Linked DNA regions of Mus musculus: regions 1 and 3 are each linked to region 2. A link is a contact called in public ChIA-PET and capture Hi-C data. All regions are on one chromosome and are shown on one strand. The core of a region is the stretch at or near the end of the contact, and the rest is flanking DNA. Distances in the headings are between cores, read along the strand shown. Region 1 holds the start of Ddx6 (DEAD (Asp-Glu-Ala-Asp) box polypeptide 6). Region 2 holds the start of Scn4b (sodium channel, type IV, beta). Region 3 holds the start of Bcl9l (B cell CLL/lymphoma 9-like).

Region 1 (2,852 bases), core at 178-2,677, 530 kb after region 2:
CCCCTTACATTTCACTGGCACCCGAAACACTAGCTTAATTAGTACTGGTTATCTTTGCCTCAAACCAAGTATCCCAAATCCATAATTTAGAAGTCAAAAGATATCTCAAGTTAAATACATCAACTTGCTCACAAATGCTTCTATCACATTAAATTGTTTATTTGTTATCTCAATAGGTATTTTCTGTATTGACAGCATACGATCAACAGTATCAGGTCCGTCAAACAGGAAGGCTTACTGTTTGTACAGCACTAAGAGGATGAAGGGGGCAACCTCTGAATCCTAACCGACACCATCAGTACTGTCAATCAAGCACAGTAAAACCTCCTAGCGCCTTAAACCCAGAGACTTCGATAACTGCTCCCTCCAGAAACGGATACCTGCACTGCAGCTTTATGGCTCAGTGGGAAATTTTTCGTCCTACCCCTTCCCAATTTAGATTTGCAAGTTATATTCCTAAAACAAAACCACGAAGGAACATAAGACTTAGTTGGGAGGAGCCCCTGGCAGAGTTAATTACAGCAGGGCCCAGACCGTGGTTAGCAATTGACAGTTTTCACACCTAAAACAGTCCCATAAGCTCCAACAAGGGCTTTTGTTTGCAAATACAGGGCGATTTCTATACGCCTCAACAGGAAGTAGGAGTGATTGGGGTTCTTACGAAGGTAAAGGGGGGCTATGGCGAAGGGAAAACCCTAAGCCAAGAATCGGAGTCCGGTAACCGTAAGGCAATAATTCCTCGCCCCCTCCCCCAACTTCCCTCGCTTCAAACCCAGCTCCCTCGGATCAAAAAGCAAAAGGGTTTCTGCCCTGCAATCCTATCTGCGCCACAAGAGCCGGAACCAGCTCTGCGAGTGGGAAACAATAGGGACTCCCCCCCCTCAGAAGGCCCGGAAGAGAACCCCGAAACTGGACCGCCTCTCCTCCCCTCTTACGCCGCCGAGTCTCCCCCAAACCCTCTGTCCCCACCAACCTGCAAGGCCTACTTGCAAGCGAGCAGCCGCGGCTCCTCTCCCAGCCGAGTCCCCGGCCAGCACAGCCCTGCCACCCCCCGCAGGGCTGCCCTGCCTCGCACTCCCAACCTCACTCGGGTGTCCCGGCCGGTGTTCCGTCCCCGCTCCCGTCTACCGCACCGCTCGTCCAGAGCTCCCCGCCGCTCCTCCTCCATACCCCGCACACGCCACATTCCTCGGTTCCACTCCTCTCCGCCGCCCCCGCTCTTCTCAGCGGCCACCCGCCCGTCCTCCCGGGCCAGGCCTGGGCCTCGGGCTTCTGCCCGAAGGGGGCTCCCTGATACCCTCAGGATCCTGCCGACCCCGACCACGCCGCCTCACCCCACGCCCCGCGGCTCGGGCCCGAGTCCTACCACCGAGGCCACTCCCGCTCCGCACCCTCGGTCCTTTATTGTTGACTCGAAGCTCCCAAAATGGCGGCGGCTCCTTCCTCCTCGGAAACCTCCGCCCGCCCCCACCCGGCCCCTCGCCGCGACGCCCGCCGCCCCGCCCCGCCCCCGCCGCGACGCTCGCTGCCCGCGCAGCTCGCCGCCGCCGCCGCCGCCGCCACCCCGCACTACCTCGGCCGGCGCCCGCTGTGCCGGCGCCCCCGATGTCGCCGCCGCCGGGCTGAGCTGACTCTGCTGCTCTGCCCCCTCCCTCGCCCGCCGCCGTCGCCTCCCTCCCTCCTTCCCAGCCGCTCCGCATGGCGGCGGCCGCGGCTCCTCCTCCTCCACACAAGATGGCGAGAGCTCGGCCGCTGCAGCTGCAGCCGCCGCGGCGTCACGGCTTCCTGGGCGCGGCGGGCGAGGGTCGGGAGAGACCGGCCTTTGACGGGGCCGAGCTCAGGGAAACACGGGGTTGCTTTCGGGACGGAGGGACGGACGGATGGACGGACGGGCGAGAGGGCTTGCCTGCAGAGCTGACGAGACCGCTGGGGAAATGAATGGCGGTGGCCGAGGACTGTCGCCCTTGCCTTCGTTCGTCCCTTCGGAGCTGGGCTGACGGGTCCCGGGCCGGAGGGGACGTCTGCTGACTGCTGACCTCGGACACACTCGGAGGGCAGCCTGCGCGGGTCCGGAAGCTGAGCTGGGATGGCCGGGAGGACGCTGCGAGGCCAGGGCGTGCAGAAAAGTGGGGCCTTTGGGGCCGATGCTGTCTGAGAGGGAGCGGGAAGGGGCACCGGGGGAAGCAGTGAGCCGGGAGCGCGCCCTCGGTCGTGGGCTATCAAACCCGGAGTGCAGGCGAGGTGACCCTTTGCTCCTGCCCGCAGTGGCACTCTTCTAGAAAGAAGGGCGGATCGCCTCTACCAGTGAGGGCTCGCTGTGCAAATGGGAGACCCGTAGATTCTCCTGCCTGACCCTTACTGCAGATATTTGTGCGTTTGTTTCTATGATTCTCGGATCCTGATGTCTTATCCTTAACCTAGAAAGTCGTCTTGTTCCAAGCAAAACAAACTTTTTTGTTTGTTAAGTAAAAATCGAGCTGGGCCGGAGAAAGTTAAAAACTCGCGTCTTACGCTGCTGGAGGGCTGGAAATACTGACAGTGGTTAAACCCTTTGGGACAGTGCGATTCCTTACTAAACACCGACGTTAGGGAATCCTGGACAGTCAGTACTTAGTCACTGACTTGCAGCTTCCATATTTTTACCGCTGCTTCCAACTTGAGACCAATCAGAGAAAGCCAAATATGCTCTCTAAACCAATGACTCCCTGCTTCCAGCCCTCCTGCTTCTTAGCTAGCAACATCCAATCAGAATAAGTCTGAAGCCCCCCCCCCCCTTTTAAACCGCTGCGCTCTCCTGTTTTTTGTTTTTTGTTTTTTACTTGAGAGCCCAAGTCTACCAAACTCCAGTGCAT
Region 2 (2,700 bases), core at 46-2,545:
CAGCTTACATTGGAAGTCAGGCTGTGTAGAAGATTAGATTCTGGTCTGGACTAATAAATACCATTGCTTAATCTCTTGGAGTTTGACACTCAAAACCATCATGTGAATATTAATAGATAGCCATAAGAGTCTATACCCTCTGTGTCCTCTGGGCCTGACTCCTCTCTCTTCCCAGCCTTCCCCAAAATGAAAAGCCAGTAGCAAGCCAAACAGGTCTTTCCCCAAAGAAACCCTTTAAAGGAAGAGGGACAAGGACCTTCTGAAAAGGTGGCCTTTGAGTGGTCCTCTGGGTTCTTCTAAGTCCTTCCAGCATTTGAAAGAGTGGCAATGGACACCAGAAAGGAAGAAGTGGGGAGAACCTGGCGAAGAGTCGGGAGGGAGACCCTCGTCCCCCATTGGAGCATTTCCTGCTGCCAGGGAAGCAAGCAAGTCAATAGTACTAGGCAAGAGCGGCAGACACCGCTACACCTGCAAACTCCCTGGAGCCCCCACACTCAAGGCAGTAGACACCCCAGCCCCCACCCCACCAGCATGCCTTAACTCCGGTCTCAGGAGGATTTCCCTGCTGCAGCTCCAACACCTAGCTCCAAAAGGCATCAAAGAAAGCAAGAAACTCACTGCCCGGGTGGCAGGGGTTGGGGAAAATGCACAAGGTTCCCAGGGAACATAGTCTTAAAGCTAAGGGTCCGGAGGAAGACCGGCATCCCAATCATTTGGTGCCACCTTGTCTAAGGCACTTCTCTTCACCTCCTTCAGGATGGGGTGGGGTTAAGAAAGAGGCGAGAGAGAGAAATGACAAAGCTGGGGCTATCTTACCCAAAAGCCCAGTGCCCAGCCATCTCGCCTGAGTATTGCCTCGGTTCCCAGCCCGGGACATGGTCCTGTTCTCTCTGGAGCGCTCCGGGGGCTTGGGATGGAATAGTGGGGACAGCCGGGCTCTCCACCCGAGGTCGTCTGTGGGCCCCGCAGCTGCCAGGGGAGCTCCGAGCCGCGGGTCGGGGCTCCGGAAAGTTAGCCGCGAGAGAGCGAGACGAGGGGGAGACCAAGGAGGGGGAGGCGCGCCCGCCGCCTCTTGGAGCCGGCTGCAGGAGCCGGGGCTGGAAGGGGGAGGAGGAGCCGGAGCTGAAGGGAGGACGCCGGGGCGAGCGGCACTGCGATGCGCCTCTGCTCTGGAAGCGCTCCAGCCGCAGGAGGGGCGGCGTCCCCGTCGGTTTCGCACAGTGCCCGTTGCGCCGTGTATCACGGCCGTAGGGTCCAGCCTGGGCAGCCCTCTTCCTCTCCAGCGGGACGGGAATGCTGCGGCTTGGCACTGCAGGGCCAGCCCGCAGACGCCCGCATCATCCCAAGCGCCGAGCTGCCAATTAGGAGAAGAGTTCACGGGGGAGTAGAGGTGGAGCTTTTAGGTTTGTTGGAAGGCTGTTTTTGTTCCGCTCAGAGAACACGAGTAAGGGCAGCGGCTGCCTCTCCGGGGACCGCCGGGAGGACATCCGCAGCGGGCGCTGCCGCAGCCGGTGGGCGTGTGCCGGCTTGCCCGCTGCGGACGACCGGTACAGCCCTGAACCAACACGCGTCGCCTCCAGCCGCGCCGCTCATTCGCTCTGCGGATGGCTTTTAGGCTGTGGCAAACCTAGTTTCCCCTGCAAAGTCTCCTGCACGCCGCCCACCAACCCATTTCTGCACAGACTCTTTGCTTCTTAGAGGGTTGGCAGGCAGTCACTTGGAGACAGCGTGCTTTGCCCCCAGCGCGGGGAGGCGGGGGTGGGGAGGCAACCGTAAACACCAAGAAGGTCCCCCCTCAAGACCTCTAGTCAACTACTCAAGCTACCCTCCAGGACAAATCCTCCTCACTGTCCGGAGACCAGTTAAACCTTGGAAATACACCCTCCACCTCGCCACACCCTCCACCCATCTTCCAACCCGGAGTTCCTGAAAGGCTTCAGCGCCATAAGAGACCATTGAGGTTGTATACAGAATGTTAACTGTCTGCGGGGAGAACCTTGTTTTCTTTTGCTTCGTTGGTTGTCATGGTAGTTGAACAGCTCTGATGCCCTGTGTTTGCTGCTGGAGAACTCTGAACAAAGCACACAACTTTTCTGGAGAATTCTGCTGTCTGCTGGATGGTGACCCCATGATATTTACCTCCTGATGCAAAATAGCATCATCCTCAATGCTAGGCAACAGGGAGGGCAGCCCTGGGCTCCTAGTTTTAGGGGACCTCATGCTAGCCCATGAGTCCAGGGAACACACCTCCTCTGAGTTCTAAAGGGTTCTGGGGATCCAAGAATCTAGTGTTTCCCCTAGGGGTTGCTGAGTTGGACTCCTCTTGGATAAGTTTGATAAGCAGGTGGGTGGTTCCTGAGTGGAACCCCAGTCGCTGCAGGACCAGTCACAAAAGCAAGATGACTGGGGAAGAGTCTGAAAAGAAATCCCATCTTCTAGGCCACCATGGAAAAGCAGTCAGAGGCCGAGGATGGGAGATAAACTTTACTTAATGATCCTGAGTTGCTGTTCCTGCTGTCATTGCTGTAGTGGTGGTGGTTTTGAGACAGGAGTTCTCTGTGTAGCCCTGTAGGCCAAACTGTCCTGGAACTCAGAGATCGCCCTGCCTCTTCTTCCCCTTCCTGAGTGCTGGGATGAAAGGTGTTCTCCACCACGCCTCTATCCTGATTTATTACCTACATTGAGACTTGTGTGCCTTTT
Region 3 (3,016 bases), core at 243-2,742, 640 kb after region 2:
CTATTCCCTACCTCTGTGCAGTTCCTCAGATAAGAGCAGAGCTCTGTCCACCTGGGGGAGTGGCGATGGAACAGTGTTCCTTATCTTCTAGGCTCAACTCAAATGGAAACCCTGGGCTTTGACTTGGCAGAATCTATCTACCTTCAGCCCCAGGATCCAGCGCTTCCACTAAAGCCCTTTCTCCCTAGCATCTGATGGATTCTTCGCACCTTCTAGGGTTTAAGACTCCTTTCCAAGGCCCCAGACCTCAACTACGCTGTGCCCTGACAACTAGCTGAGAAGGGCCACAGGACCTGTGAGTCACTGCTCAAGCCCGAGCCCTATTCCCTAGGGTACTAGGGAAAGCATAACCGAGAGTGGTACCCACAGGTCCAGAAGACTCCCCAGAGCCTAAGTGGGGAAGGCCTGAAGAGGGTGGGCCAGTAGGCCCTGTCAGCAGGCAGGGATTGGGGGGGGGGGCATGTCAAGCAGACAAGAGTACAGCTTGAAGCCATGGATTCCTGCAGCCTAGGCTGCGGGCCCTTTAAGCTCCAGCCCGCTCCCCCCACCGCCTCCCCCTCCCCGGAGACCTATTAATAGCCGCTGGAAAGATCACATCACGGGAGAGGATATTTATCCCCCCTCATTCCACACCAGCTCAGATTTATTTCAGCTCTGCTGTCCTGCTGCCGCCGCCTGGCCCTGTCTGCCCGCTTCTCCTGGGGAGGAGGGAGGCAGGCACCACCCCCACTCCAGCTCCTACCCCCGACTAGACTGAGGCTGGAGGGCGCCATCACACCCCCAACACTAGGGTAGGATGAGGGTCTGTTCTAACGGTTTTAGAAGGGAAGAAGGGACCAGAAGCAGGCAAAGCTAGCTGCCAGTCTCCTCTGCCCCCTGGGCCCAGGCGCTAAGGCTGGCTGCCAGCTCCTGCCTGGGGCCAGACTTTACCATGCTACTTCCCTTCAACCCACTGGTGGCCAGGAAACCAGGTGCCCGAAGGGCTCCTCTCCAAACAGCTTGGCCCCATCATCATGGGCCCTTCCCTTCCCCACTCTCCATACACACATATATCCCACCCTCCGTGACACCCACACACCTTGTCTTGTTAGCCAGGATCCTCATGGCTCCCACACACAGTGGGGCTACGACCCCTGTGCGTGCCCAGGGCCCAGCCAGGTACTCGGTACTGGAGCAGGGACTGCAGCAACAAGCCCCAAAGAGAAAACTTGTGACTTAGGGAGGGGGTGTGTGAAGGGGAGGGAAAGGGAGAACCCAACGCCCCGGGACTAAGGAACTGGATAGGGTAGGATAGGATTGGAGAGAGAGGACTTCTCAATCCTAAAGACCAGTCCAGTCCCCATCCCTTCCACACCTTGTCCACGGGGAGCTTGCAGTATCGTGCAAGCCCCCCACCCTAGGCACCCCCCTCCAAGGGCTGTAGAGTCAGAATTCACTAATAGGCTTGGTCGCAAAAGTGACGCGTGGGGCGGCTGCGAGGTCTGCTCTGGCCCACTGGGGGACTCCCGCTCCGAGACACGCCCCTCGCCCAGGATTCGGGAATCCCTCACGCCCCGCCCCAGCACTGCGCCCTGTCCCCGGGCGCTGCAGCCTCCCAGGGGCCGGGGTGGGCGCACTGCCCTGCCCCGCCCCCAGCTCCAGGCCTAGCCCGTGCCCATCCCGGCAGGCCCGGGCGGGCAGCGAGAGGCCTGGCGGGGCCCCGAGGCTGCAGCTGGGCTCTTTTGGAGACCAGTAACGCTGGCTCAGATTCCTCCCCGACCGCAAGAATGCAGGAGCCTCCCCTCCCCCCTCCCTTGCACCCCCCCTACCCCGCCCCCTTCGGCAAAGCCCGAGTGTAGAGACAGAGCGAGCTTGGAGCAAGAGAGCCAGCGAGGCAGCGAGCGAGGTTGAGGGAAGCGGACAGGACTGCAGCGTGGATCTCCCGGGTCCACTGGAGGGCGCGCAGACAGACACATGGACAAGTCCTCCAGGGACTAAAAGGGCGCTAGCCGGTTGGGCAGACTGGGCGCACAGAGCTGGGACTTAAGAGACCCACAAGCACCTCTCTGTGACTCACACGCACACTTACATCTCACACGTGGACAGGGAGACAAAGACACGCACGGAGCCCAGGAAACTAGAGACGCTCACGGCCAGCCGACGGAGGTGTGCCCGAGGGACTGGGCAGCGCGAACCAGCCGGAGTCGCCGGGCAGCCTGGGGCACACAGATACCCCGGCCACCCAGCAGAGGGATAGCCGGTGGACTCATTGAACAGATGTGAAGACTGAGACCCAGACACAAGGGAGCCATAGAAAGTTGAGCCCGACAGTCACAAAGAATACACAGAGGGCCACAGAGACACCAACAAGCTGACTTACACAAACACAGACACCTCAAGCAACCGCCCCCTGCTCTGTCCCCTTTCCCCGCCCCCAGCAGAGATCCCGGTAGAAGGTGGGGGAGGGAAGGGGAGGAGTCTTGAGCCCTAGAGGCTCTTCCCGCGACAGGTCCAGCTAGACACACCCGTGTACACTCCAGCTCCCGGCTCAGCTGCTGGAAGCCGGGCTGGAACCTCCAAGCAAGGGGGAAACCTCCCAGGTACTTTGCAGCCGTCTAACCCCTATAGAACACTGGGCTTCCCCACTCCAACTCTGTCTCTGAAAAAGATCCCAAAGTCCTAGGACCTAGTTTGCAGCACACACACACACACACACACACACACACACACACACACACCACAACCAGGAAAGAACAGAAAGGCAGAAGTCACTGAGGAGTCCTGGGGAAATCACCTTGGTCAATAGAGGACCTGCTGTTTAAGTTCTCACCTCCATCCCTGGTTGATTCTCAAAGCTATCTCCCCAGTCTCACAAGGAGGAACTGAGGTTCCAGAAAAGCTGTGTGCTCTTGGGTCACATGACAGCATGGGCGACCCAGGACCCCCACTCCAGGTACTTTGGGCCCCTGACTATTCATCTCAGTCTAAATCAAGTCAGTGGGCTTTTCACACATGAGCCCCCAGAACTTATCACCTG

The links. ChIA-PET counts read pairs in DNA pulled down with a chosen protein or histone mark. Capture Hi-C pulls out chosen DNA fragments and counts their contacts.
Region 1: a contact with region 2 is called in an RNA polymerase II ChIA-PET map of memory CD8 T cells, with 100 read pairs. The contact joins the promoter of Ddx6 here to the promoter of Scn4b in region 2. A contact is called at or near these places in 2 of 39 promoter capture datasets (pre-B cells and stem cell-derived epiblast-like cells) and 1 of 115 datasets of contacts at active chromatin or transcription factors (memory CD8 T cells).
Region 3: a capture Hi-C map of embryonic stem cells shows a contact between it and region 2, with 2.6 times the contacts expected there. The contact joins the promoter of Bcl9l here to the promoter of Scn4b in region 2. A contact is called at or near these places in 3 of 39 promoter capture datasets (embryonic stem cells, hippocampal neurons and stem cell-derived epiblast-like cells), 1 of 484 Hi-C or Micro-C datasets (embryonic stem cells), 5 of 115 datasets of contacts at active chromatin or transcription factors (embryonic stem cells and epiblast stem cells) and 2 of 9 other capture datasets (embryonic stem cells and liver).

Annotation. Positions count from the first base shown.
Region 1 is chr9:44,603,467-44,606,318 of GRCm38.p6, reverse strand. It overlaps Ddx6 (DEAD (Asp-Glu-Ala-Asp) box polypeptide 6), which reads right to left and starts at 1,427. Exons shown (of 14, transcript NM_181324.3): 1 at 1,367-1,427.
Region 2 is chr9:45,137,219-45,139,918 of GRCm38.p6, reverse strand. It overlaps Scn4b (sodium channel, type IV, beta), which reads right to left and starts at 1,295. Exons shown (of 5, transcript NM_001013390.3): 1 at 817-1,295. The coding sequence starts at 877.
Region 3 is chr9:44,497,612-44,500,627 of GRCm38.p6, reverse strand. It overlaps Bcl9l (B cell CLL/lymphoma 9-like), which reads right to left and starts at 1,492. Exons shown (of 9, transcript NM_030256.3): 1 at 1,355-1,492; 2 at 1,079-1,180. The coding sequence starts at 1,104.